Linked DNA regions of Sus scrofa: regions 1 and 3 are each linked to region 2. A link is a contact called in public Hi-C and promoter capture Hi-C data. All regions are on one chromosome and are shown on one strand. Each heading gives the region's core, a stretch centred on a gene start, on an enhancer-like site or on the middle of the called end of the contact. The rest is flanking DNA. Distances are from core to core; before and after follow the strand shown. Region 1 holds the start of RB1 (RB transcriptional corepressor 1). Region 2 holds the start of CDADC1 (cytidine and dCMP deaminase domain-containing protein 1). Region 3 holds the start of ITM2B (integral membrane protein 2B).

Evidence for each region. Promoter capture Hi-C pulls out the DNA fragments that hold promoters and counts their contacts. Hi-C and Micro-C count contacts between places; a contact is called where the count stands out from the background.
Region 1: a contact with region 2 is called in a promoter capture Hi-C map of liver, with 4 times the contacts expected there. The contact joins the promoter of RB1 here to the promoter of CDADC1 in region 2. A contact is called at or near these places in 1 of 5 promoter capture datasets (liver) and 1 of 2 datasets of contacts at active chromatin or transcription factors (alveolar macrophages).
Region 3: a Hi-C map of liver shows a contact between it and region 2, with 4 times the contacts expected there. The contact joins the promoter of ITM2B here to the promoter of CDADC1 in region 2. A contact is called at or near these places in 1 of 47 Hi-C or Micro-C datasets (liver) and 1 of 2 datasets of contacts at active chromatin or transcription factors (alveolar macrophages).

Annotation. Positions count from the first base shown.
Region 1 is chr11:19,315,818-19,319,942 of Sscrofa11.1, forward strand. It overlaps RB1 (RB transcriptional corepressor 1), which reads right to left and starts at 1,825. Exons shown (of 27, transcript NM_001285967.1): 1 at 1,524-1,825. The coding sequence starts at 1,687.
Region 2 is chr11:18,516,699-18,520,592 of Sscrofa11.1, forward strand. It overlaps CDADC1 (cytidine and dCMP deaminase domain-containing protein 1), which reads right to left and starts at 1,439. Exons shown (of 10, transcript XM_003357836.4): 1 at 1,226-1,439; 2 at 395-492. The coding sequence starts at 1,307.
Region 3 is chr11:19,375,682-19,379,621 of Sscrofa11.1, forward strand. It overlaps ITM2B (integral membrane protein 2B), which reads right to left and starts at 2,018. Exons shown (of 6, transcript NM_001042375.1): 1 at 1,902-2,018. The coding sequence starts at 2,018.

The DNA.
Region 1 (4,125 bases), core at 575-3,074, 800 kb after region 2:
TTTTAGTATTTACTATGCTCCATATGAACAGGATTTAAATGAATTGATGGGGTTTAGATGCATGGTTTAATACATACATAAGCCCTAACAGGTAAGTACTCTGATGATCACAAATCAGAGAAGTTAAAGCACTCACCTGAGATCACAGCGAGTAAGTGGGAAGCTCTAATATAAACCCAGTAATCTAACTCTCTAATCCATGCCCCTGACCCTATTCCAGACTGCCAAACCTCCTTTGAAACACAATTAACTTTTGGTTATCTCAAGAATGAAGACTGTGTGCTGTTCTGGTATTTCCAAAAGCCCACTTCAGTCCCTAACAATGTGTCCTAGGGCGGTGAAAGAAATAGGACTTGCTGACGGATCAGAACTGCAGGAAAGAGTGGTGAGGATCAGCAGAGTCCCATCCCCTGGCAATTGATGCGTAGTCTCAAAGGAGGGCCAGTGCTAACAATGATAATGACAATTACACTCTTTCGATCTTGGCTTCTAAACCGTAAAGCATCACAATCAAGAAAAATAAGATGCTGCAATAACTATCTCCCTATATTATCATGGACTCGCTGAAATTTAGAATCCACCTGGGGGGAAAATTAATTTTATGTGAGCACAAGAACACTAATCTTGTTCCCAAACAAATACAAAAGAGACACCAAGATCCTTGCTGGCTCAAAGCCAAAAGGCAAAATGGAAGAAAAAAAGAGGCAGCCTGAAGCAGACTATCATGCAAGAAGAGTTTTATGCAACAAGAAAAATGAGAACGTTCAGAAACTTCGAAGCTCTTGAGCTAAATGTCTCACAAAACTTTTACCGATACAACAAGTTCCTCTTAGAGAGCTATGTTCCACCAGTCACTACCGAAGGCTTAGAACTCAAAGCACTCTTTACAAGGGAACCCCGAAAAGCACCCCAGCCGAGCTCCCGGAGGGGCAACTGCCACCCAGAACCCTGCACTTCACGTCCGGTGGCATCTCTGCAGCAGTATCCAAGGTTTTCCTGGCTGGCCTCTCCCAGGACTGGGCTTCAGATGAGTCGCACGCCCAGAGGAAAACACTTCCAAATGTTGCACCGCGGGAGACCAAAACAGAAAGTCGAAAGACCACCGGAGGACTACAAATCTCAAATGGGGAAAAACCTCTCCAGCAATCTAGTCTTTCTTTTCTTTTTTTCTTTCTTCTGCATTTGATGGGGTCTGCAAACGACCCGCCGCCTGCGAGGCTCCCGTCTCGCGGAGGAAAGGCGGCACCTGTCACTTCGCTCAGCGACCCGAGCCCCACCCGCTCGACACCTGTCAAGCGGGAGCCGAAACCCCTCCCGGCCGCCCTCCCCTCGTTCCCGACCCCAGACCCCTGTCAGCCTCCTCCCGGCGCTCCGCCGCCGCGGGGGGCCGGGGAGGACCCTCCTCCCGCCGGGACCCGGCCCGGGCGGAGACGCGCCCCCGCCTAGACGCCGCGGCGCCCGCCGACGCACCCCCGGGGCGCCCTTCCCGCGCGCTGGCCGCCGCGACGGGTCGGCTCGCTCACCTGACCAGAGGCAGGTCCTCGGGGCCGCTGTCCTGCTCGGGGTCCTCCTCAGGCTGCGGTGGCGGCGGTGGCGGCGGCGGCGGCGGCGGCGGCGGGGGCTCCGCAGCAGCAGCGGCGGCGGCGGCGGCGGCGGCGGCTGCTCTCCGGGGGGTTTTGGGCGGCATGACGCCCTCCCAGGGCCGGTGCCGGCGAGCGCTGAAGGAGGGCCGGGGCAGGAGGACACGCGCACGTCAGGGCACGCCCCGTCCTCTCCCGACTCCCGTTACAAAAATAATTTGAACGTCCCCTGAGAAAAACCGGACGAGCCCTCCCCCGCCCGGCAACCGAGCGCCGCGTCCAACCGCGGGAAAACGTCACTTCCGCCCGCGGCGTCACGTCCGCGAGGCTCCCGGGCCCGCTGGCGTTTGGAGGGCACCGGGGCGCCGAGCGGGGCGCGGGGCGAGGGCGCGCGGTCGGGCGGGGAACCCGGGCCTGGAGATCCAGGCGCGCTCCCTGAGGCAGCCGCCGCCGCCTGAACCTGCCTCGCGCCGAAACTCGCCCCTCCAGGCTTGGGTGCCGGTAACCGGGCGCTACCCAGCCTGGTGGGTGAGAGCGGGCCCCACCTCAATCTGCGGGTGGATCTGGGGCCCGGCTCGAGCCCGCGGGGAATATCGGGCGAGCGCACCCTGGGCCGGCACGCCCCTCTCCTCCGCGGGCGTCGCCCTCGCTTTCGCCCGCCCTCCTCCCGCCCAATCCGTTAAGCGAATCGGCCAAAACAAAAACACTTCTGGAATGCCTGTTAGGAGCTGAGTTTGGCCAACCCCTAGGAGATCCCAAGGAGGGGACAATGACTGGCCTTTTAGAGCTCTTTTTAGGGAAAGGGGTGGGAGCTGTGAGCAAAGAACTGATTATCGGGTGCTAAGTGTTTTAATCGCGCTGTGAAAACTGAAGCCACGGTTGAAATGTTTAAGGGACTTCTTCCGAGGAGCAGTAGCATTTGAATGGAAGTTAGCCAGACAGACCTAACATTTAAGGAGGGCTTACTATATGTATAAAGAATTGTTCTGGCCATTTTACATAATTATCTTACTTAATCCTCACCAACATCCCCTTAAACTGAGTCGTAGTCGAATTCTACTTTCCAGTGCGGAAAACAGGTGCAGAGGAGTTAATTAATTTGCCTGATACTACAGAGATGATAGGTGGTAGAGGATTTGAACACAGATATATTTGACTCGACTTGTCCATTACATTATGTTAAAGAAATACCAAGAAAAGAGAAACAGCTTGTGCAAAGGCACAAAGACATCAGAGAAGAGTTTGCCGGAATTGCAACCATTAAACATTGGCTTAGAAACTGTCTCTTTTGTCTCTTGATATTTACTTATAATAAGAGATTGTCTTGTTTGAGAACATGTTTTTCCCTCATTGGCAAATGCTGTGTGTTGCCATGTCAAAGCTTCCCAGCTGAGGTGCTGTGAATAAAATACAGCTGTGCTCTTGAGGCGAATCCCCTCATCTTTGGAACAGCTGAGCAGGGCTGAAGCATGAGGCGCCCTCAGGCAAGTCATAGCTCTTGGTTTTATCCCGATGAGTCATACGAAGGATTACCATTTTTTTGTTAACCAGGGCATGTGCCAGAATGTGAAAAAAGGATTGGCCTAGTCAACAGCCAGTCTTGCCTCAGTTCGGAAACTCTCTGTCGGGGGCCAGAAGTTTATCAGGAGGTAGAGTTCATGCCCAGGCAGATCCATAGAGAGCAAATGGCACCAAAGTGGTAATTCCATTCACCTCGCCCAGGATTAGTGTAGTCAGGAGCACAGAAGGCAGTTTTGGTCTTTGCAAGATCAGAGATAGTCTGCTGGGAGCCTGCTAAAATGAGATACAAGGATGACACAGTTCCTCTATTTCTTTTTTCTTTCTGCTTTTTTTTTTTTTTTGCTTTTGAGGTCCACACGCTCAGCATATGGAGGTTCCTAGGCCAGGGTTCAAATCAGAGCTACAGTTGCCGGCCGACCCCACAGCCACAGCAATGCAGACTCCGAGGCACATATGTGACCTACACCACAGCTCACGGCAACGCCAGATCCTTAACCCCCTGAGTGAGGCCAGGGATCGAACCGAAAACCTCATAGTTCCTAGTCAGATTCATTTCCGCTGCACCACTACAGGAACTCCCACAGGCCCTCTATTTCTTAACTATTTTGAGACTGTGACACTGGTAATTGCTTCAGCCATCGTGACTTAAGGCAAGCAAGCTGACCGGAGGATGAGGCTGATATGCTAAAGATGGTACAGCAGGAATATCAGAAAATTTGGGTTCTTGGTGACACAACTGAGCCTCCGATTTGAATAGCCCTGGAGCTGACCTCAACAGAGCTGGAGATTTCAGGTGTTGCCACCAAAAAGCATCAAACTGATAATATTTCTCTAATGAGCCCCTTTGAGAGAGCAACCAAGCATCTATATAGACCCAGTACCTAGCATGGTACACACAGAAAATGCTTGTTAGCTAAAACTGAGGAGGAAAAGGAAGCAAAAGAAAGTTCTAGAAACTATATGTAGTTATGACTTGCTTTATTTAAACCCAGTTTATCACCACCTGGGTTTACCACAATTATGA
Region 2 (3,894 bases), core at 189-2,688:
TATACCAAGTGAAATGAGACATGGTCTCTCTCTTCATCAATTTAGTTTGGTGGAAGAGGGTAAAAAACCACCAAGATGAAACACCAACCATATTCAATTGAGTGATAAATTATGTGGTATAGACAGCAATCTATTTAGCCAAACCAACATAAAAATGCTATCAATATCTGATGAACAGGGCAGTCTGAGAGGGTAATTATTCCATTTTTAGACTGGAAACAGAAGCTATCACAGCTATGAACCACAGGTATCATACTAAACCACAGAGGTATTTTGCAAATTTGAAGGCTTGTTGAGTTTGTTTTTAAGTATAACAGAAACTGGAGCAATAAAATCAAATTCTAGACCGTTGCTTTTCTAAGAAGAAAAAATTACCTAAGGAAACAAATTGTACCTGAGATTTTTGTCTTTGGGTTTCGACTACTGGGAAGAGCTCCATCCAGAGACTGAGCAGAGTGAAAAGGTTGACTTTAGAAAGCCTTGGTATTTCACCTACAAAAGAAAGGGCAAACATCTTAAAGATTTACCAACGATGAAAATAAGAACTAAGCTCAATGCTACTTGGGTGCTGAAGTCCTAGTTCAGCTGTTTTAACAGGAGGCAGAGAAAAAGGATTTGTGTACTGGAAAATCAAAGTGCTTTCTTAGCAGGAGACTGGTATCAACCGCCTTGCCAGCAATCTCCTGTGGCGCTTTCAAAAGTTGGACCCTGTCACCCGGCAGAAAAAAAAAAATAGTATAACTCATCAAGGTAGCTATGGAAACAATCCAAAAGAAGTTATGAAAATTCCTAGCATCTGATGTCATCGTGGAGCAAGTTTTACTTTGGATTGTGATGAGACGTTGCAACAAGGGCCGCAGTTAGAACACAGAACTAAAAATACGGTGACCTTTGAAGGTAAAGCAGTTGAAATACAGGAAAGTGTCCCGTGCGGTTAATTTTGATACCAAGTCAAAAACAAGGTTGGGGGAATTTTCAGGCTCGTCGATCCCCGTAGATCCCACCTCCAGATCCTGGAGGAAGAGTAAAGGGGGGCAGTGAGCGCAACTTCAAAATCCTGTGCAGCGGGGCCAAGGAATCCCGGTGACTGAGAGAGAGACGCGCCCAGGGCGGAGATAGGACACACTGGAATAGAAGGGCAAGCGGGGACTGGAAGTGAAACCGCGGGAGACGCACAGAGGAGAGCGAAAGGCTGGGGGGCGGGAACAAGGTTCGAGGCACTCACCGGTCATGCTGCCAGTCTGGGTGCTGACTGACCGCCCAGCCTCCGCGCTCTCCAGATTTTGCATCTGCCCTGCTTCTTTCATCCCCAGCCTAGCTGTCTCTGCTGTCCAGGAAACCTCTCGCTATTCGGCATGATCTTTGCCCCAGCTACTCCACCTCTCGTCCCCTCCCAGCAACTGTACAGCAACCGCCACCCCGGCGCAGCCCAATGACGTAGGAGCCCGGCCGCCATTTCCGGGCGCCTTGTGTGACGTCACGAGGAAGCGTGGCCGCCGTGGCGCCGCGCCGCTCCTTTCCCGGCGACCGGGTAGATAGGAGACGCTGTGCAGTAAGTCGTTGCAGGCTTGTATTTGACTCTGTTGTTTTGCTGAAGTATGGTTGCTTGAGGATGTCTTGGCTCGAAGTCCCAGGTTGCGCAGGCTCTGACAGGCTGATGAGGGCAGCGCGCGCCTGAGAGTTTGGGTCAGAGAGCGAAGGAGAATTGAAATGGGAACCTGCCCCATCTGTGGTCTGAGAGAATTTGAGGGCGAAGAGGGGTGAGCTGGGCGGTCCAGATTGCTATCCTCTGAGAGCGACCTGTCCTAGGGAATTTAGTGCCGGGGACCACCATAGGGACGCTGTGCTTCTTATTAAACACATGAGGAACTGAGAGTTGGAACCGTAATTGTGGGGAATTGCACAATACGGGGGTAGGAGGAAGTGGCCCCTGGAAAATCTGAGAAGAACGTGGCATTGTGGATTTGTGTCCAGTGCAATTTCTTTTTATTATTTTGTAATTGTCCTAGACGGGACTCAAAATGAAGCCCTTCCTTCCCCTAGTGACTCAGAGCCTGGTTTCCATCACCAACTTGTGCTGTTATCACAACTTGGTATACTTAAATATAGCAAGACAGAAAAACTGCTCAAAGACTATGAAAGCAAAAGCCAACGTTAAAAAGTACATCATCTTGTGGTAGACTCAAGAGAGAATCTAAAGTGTTGATGAGTATGATTATGGTTCATTAATTTTCACTATAATAGTATTCATTGTAGCTATAGATCACCATTTACTTATCCATATTTGAGTCAGAAGACATTTGCACTCTCTCCATCTTTTTGCTGTTACAGACAATGCTGATTAAAACATTTTTGTTGTCGTGGGAGCGGCCCAAGAAATAGCAAAAAGACAAAAAAAAAAAACCCAAAAAAACAAAAAAACCAAAAACATTTTTGTTATGTCTCCTTATGTTCATGTAGAAGAGTTTCTTTAGGGACTAAGGAATAGGATTCTTGGGTTGTCAGGTTTCCCAGCTAAAGCTGAAAAGTTTTCCAGAGAGATTGTTTGCCTACCTGGCTGGCATAAAATGGTTTCTCATGGCTATAATGTCCCCTGATTTCTTCTTGGGTTGATTGTTTCCTCTCTATGAAATACCCATTAACCATTTCTCTATTTTGGTAGTTCTATTTCTTACTCATTTTGTAAGCATTTCTTTCTTTCTTTCTTTTTTTTTTTTTTTTTTTTTTCGGTTGTCCCAGGGCCAGGGACCAGATCCAAGCCACAGTTGTGACCTACATGGTGGCAGCGCTGGGACCTTTAACCCACTGCACCCATTGGATATCGAACCTGTGTCCTAGCTCTACAGAGACACCGCCCACCCTATTTCATCACAGCGGGAACTCCCATAAGCATTCTTTATACATCCTGGGTAGTCCTTCTTGGTTGGGTATGTATGTAGTTAATATCTTCTCCCCATTTGTCACTTGCTTTTTCACTTTTTTTCCTTGGCTTTTTTAGGGCCAAGGAGGCACATGGAGGTTCCCAGACTAGGGGTCAGATCAGAGCTGTAGACTGGCAGCTGTAGCTCTGATTTGACCCCCAGCCTGGGAACTCTTATATGCTGCAGGTGTGGCCCTAAAAAGTTAAAAAAAAAAAAAAAAAGATATCTTTTCTATTTCCTCTAAAAGCCACAAATTTTTCCTTTTATATTTATACCCTCATTCATCTAGAACTTATTTTTGTGTATGATGTGAGGTAGGAATCTGATTTTTTTTTCCACTTGCATAATTAGTTGTCCAGCACTATTTCCTCATTGATCTGCAATGTCACCTCTGTCATGTATCAAATTTCCATATACACATGAGACTGTTTATGGGCTGTATACTGTGTATCATTGCTTTATTATACCTCTGTAATAAACACCTTTTTTTACCCCCAAAAAAGCCACTTTATTTTCCTCAGAAATAGCTTGGTTATTCTTTTTTTTTTTTTTGTCTTTTTAGGGCTGCACCCACGGTACATGGAGGTTCCCAGGGATCAAATTAGGTGTAGCTGCTGGTCACAGCCACAACCACAGCAGCGCCAGATCCAAGCCGCATCTGCGACCTCCCCCACAGCTCACGGCAACACAATATGCTTAACCCATTGAGTGAGGCCAGGGACTGAATCTGCATCTTCATGGATACTAGTCAGATTCATTTCTGCTGGGCCACGACAGGAACTCCTCTTGGTTATTCTTGACCCTTTAATTTTCCATGTAAATTTTAGAATTGTAGTGTTATATTCATCAAAAAATTCCTCTGGAGGAGTTTCCTTGTGGTGTAGCAGATTAAGTATCCAGTGTTGTCACTACAGCAGCCCACTGCTGGGGCACAGATTTTATCCCTGGCTGGGGACTTCCACGTGCCCCAGGT
Region 3 (3,940 bases), core at 768-3,267, 860 kb after region 2:
AATTTGGATATGGAGATCTGGGAAAACAAAGCACGGAGCTATGAATGGTTACTCTTACTGCTGCTCTGACCATAATATTTGGATACGGTGGAACTTTGAGAAATTTTGAAAATGTGCAGTCCCCATTTCAGAAATGATAGAAAATGTGAAAAGTCACATTTAAAGCTGTCCAGTAAATTAACTCTGATTTCAGTTCAGAGTGTCAAATCTCCTTCACTACAGGACAGGGAAAAGCTTTCTGAAGTAACACCATCCGATGCTTTCTCTATTTTTTAAATGGGAGGAGTTATATATGTTTATAGGATTTTTGAAAAGATGGACAAAGGATTAAAATCTACCTAATCTCTATATATATAAGTATTTCAGTCTGTTATGACCAGGCACTTGACCACCTATCTATTTTAGGTACAATGAATGTTAGATAAACATAGAGCTAAGATAATAATTTGCTGCAGGAATTATCCTCTGTGGATTCCAAACATTTTCTCTTAAGACCAGGACTATTTGCAATGGATTCAGGAAAACAATACCAATACCAAAACTCTTAATCCTTTTAGGGAATCAGTCCACTTCCTATTTCAGGGCAAGGCAGTCATTTAAAACTCAACTCCTCGTGTTTGTGTTTTTAACTAGAATATTTCCAAAAAATGAGTACAGGCACGTCCAAACCAACATGTTATTTTTCACACACTTTCTTACAGTGTGTTTTCCTTTGAATAGCAGTAATTTTCATCAGACCATATAAAAAATGCTTATTACTCATACCTGCACAAACTATTTTTTTAAAGGTAAAACTCAGTTTTAACTTAGTTAAAACACCCTACTTATAACAGGTCTGGAAAAATGCTAACGAAAAATTCAGAAATAAACGATGCAACCTAAATAACTTCTACAATTAATTTCTCTAGGATTAAATTTTAGCAGCCTAAAAGATCTGGTAGAAAGAGGCTGTGAGGCTTTCCTATTTAACTTCTGCGACAATTACCATCATGTCTCAAATGATATTGTAAGCACTAAAACTTAGCACAATTACGGTTCCTTTCGTCATTTTTGCTTAGGGCTAAAAGAGAGATTTTTCTAAAATTAAGGACCATTTAAAAAGGGACATAGGACAAGTTTCTTAACGTTTAGTTTCACTTAGCGTAAGGGGTTCTCGTAAAGATACTGATATAATTTAAAATTAATTGTCGGTTTTGCACTAACATCCACATGGTAATTACTGATCTTCACCGGGCATATGTGCTTTAATTATAAATTAACAGCCAGAACCAACTGAGCAGACCGTCACCTTGCTTTCTCCCCTCACCCGCTCCCTTGCCCCGTCTCCGGACCCCACCGTGAACTTCGTCTGCCAGTACCGAAAGGCCGTGGGAAATGAGAAGGTGAAGAAGAAAAGGCTTTTAAAATTAAGAGGCTTACAGGAGCCAGACTTAGTCCAAGGGCTGTTTAGCCTGGAAACGAAAGTAAGAAGCAAGAGAGGTTTAGGCTTGTTATGATGTCAGCCATTTTAGACACATTATTTATACTGGGAGGAAGTGCCAAACTCTGTTGTTGTTTTTGTTGTTTTGCATGTCGTCGCTGGGCTCCAGGTCCACCGAACCCAGTCCCGGCCCCACGCACATTCCCCGACTGCACCAACGACCGTGCACTCGGCACAGTTCTCCAACGGGCCTCCTCGCTCCAGGCCTCCCCCAAGCCCCCGCTCCCGGCTCCGCTTTCTGCACACGCACTTTCTCACAAAGAAGCTGCGCCGGACAAGAAAGGGGAGCAGCCTGCGAAAAAGGAGAGGTCGGCCCTCTCGGGGAGCCTGTCCCGCGCCTCCTCGGGCGCAGAGCCGCCCCGGCCCCACCAGCTCTCCCCGCGGGCCCAGCGCCCTCTCCCCCGAGCCCTGGCCCTCGGACCTTGCAGTCCACCGCGACGGTGTCGGGGGGGATGATGAGCGCCTCCTCTCCGCTCTTGGGCTCGTCCTTCTTGGCCTCCTTCTGGGCCAGAGCCGAGTTGAACGTCACCTTCACCATGGCGCGGCCTGGGGCGCCCTCGGCGGCGGCTGCGGGCTCGGGCGCGGGCTGCGGGCTCCTGCTACGGCTGCAGCCTCCTCGGCAGGGCTCCGAACGCGGCTCAGCAGCAACCGGAGACAAGCAGCTCCGCAGCGACAGAGGTGGCTACTGCTGCAGGGTTACTGAAGCCTCGCAGCTCCCAGGCGAGGGCGGCGACGGCTCGCTCGGCCCCCCTCCCCCGAAGGCGGGGCCAGAGGCGGGCAAACCGGGAGGGGGGCACAGGGGGCGGGGTCGGAGGCGGGCCGGGCGGGGTCGAGCAGGCCGACCCGACGTGCAGATGTGTTGGGGAGTCTGACCCTGGGTGGAAGGAGGGATCCGGCTGGGAAGGAAGGGGTCCTTCTGCGTGCGGGCGTGAGTTTTGCAGTTCTGAATTCGTTTCCAATCAGTTTGCCACTGAGCACAAGGTTGCAGCTTTGGAGCAAAAGCAGGTGAACTTTCCTGGGTGCGCCGCGGACAATGGATTAACCTCTGGCAGCAGCAGCCCACCATTCCCTGCCTGGTGTCAACCAGGAATCGAAAGGCCGTGGAATTTGGGGGCGTTTACACCTCCATTTTCTCACTTTATTATGGAACCGGCTCAGTGGAGCAAAGAAATGTTGAATTCGCTCTATCCAAGTGATCTGACTACTTTATCTTCCCGGACCTCACCCAAGGGCGTTACTCTACTCAGACTTGCCTTTTCTTCTCCACCCTCCACCCCACCTCACCCCCGCCCCTCACCCCTCGCCCCCCGCCCTCGCAAGGTCAGTGGCTGCCCTGCCTAGTCCCAGAGCAGTTCGGAGGAAGACTCTTGGCAGATTTGTGTTTCATACATCTCAGATTTCGGAAACAAAATGTTCCCTACTTGTGTCGACTTGGACAAAACCCACATGCACACAAGGCTGATTTGTGATTCATATTTGATGATGAGTCTTTTGTAGCTTTCTGCAAAATTTAAAAAATCTTATGGATAATGCAGAGTTATGTTTGGAAGAGATTTCGTTTGCAACTAATTGGAGAGAGGATTCTGGCTCGCACTGTTACTGGGTTAATGACTGTGTCAACAGATGGCTCTTTGGATAAATGGTTGATCTTGTACCCTTTTTCCACCCGCCTCTGTCCTGGTTCAACCCTGGATGTGGGTGTACCCTAGAATGTTTCAGCTGCGTCAGCTCTTCCCTGAGTCAACCATGAAAAAAGTAGACTGAGTCTGAGGTTCTGGGGGATTTGGCTCTGCTCAAGGAGGGGGTTAGGTCTCTTAGTCTCTGCATAGAATCAGATCACCATTCCCTGCAAAACATTCCAAGTTCCCAGAATCTCAGATCATAGTAACCCAGCCCAAACCTTGAGTCTGCGGTAGGCATTCCAAAATTTGAGTGAAAATGAATTAAATGTTCAATTGCAAATAGTAAGATTTAGGTTCCAGTCCTGCTGAGTTCTGACCCTAAAGAGCCGTATGACTTGCAGCCACTTATTTAGACGCTCTGGGCCTCCCTTATCCAGAGATCAACTCTGTGGGGTTGATTCTGTGAACTGGCATAGTCTCATAGATTTCCTGAGACATTCCAGTTGAAGACCAAGAAATTCTTGAAGCAAGATCTGGAGGGGAGTTCCCGTTGTGGCTCAGTGGTTAACGAATCCGACTAGGAACCATGACGTTTAGGGTTTGATCCCTGGCCTTGCTCAGTGGGTTAAGGATCCGGCATTGCTGTGAGCTGTGCTGTAGGTTGCAGAGTCGGCTTGGATCCCAAGTTGCTGTGGCTCTGGTGTAGGCCAGCAGCTACAGCTCTGATTCAACCCCCAGCCTGGGAACCTCCATGTGCCGCGGGAGCAGCCCAAGAAATGGCAAAAAGACAAAAAAAATAAAAAGATCTGGAGGATTATACATGACTATACATATATCC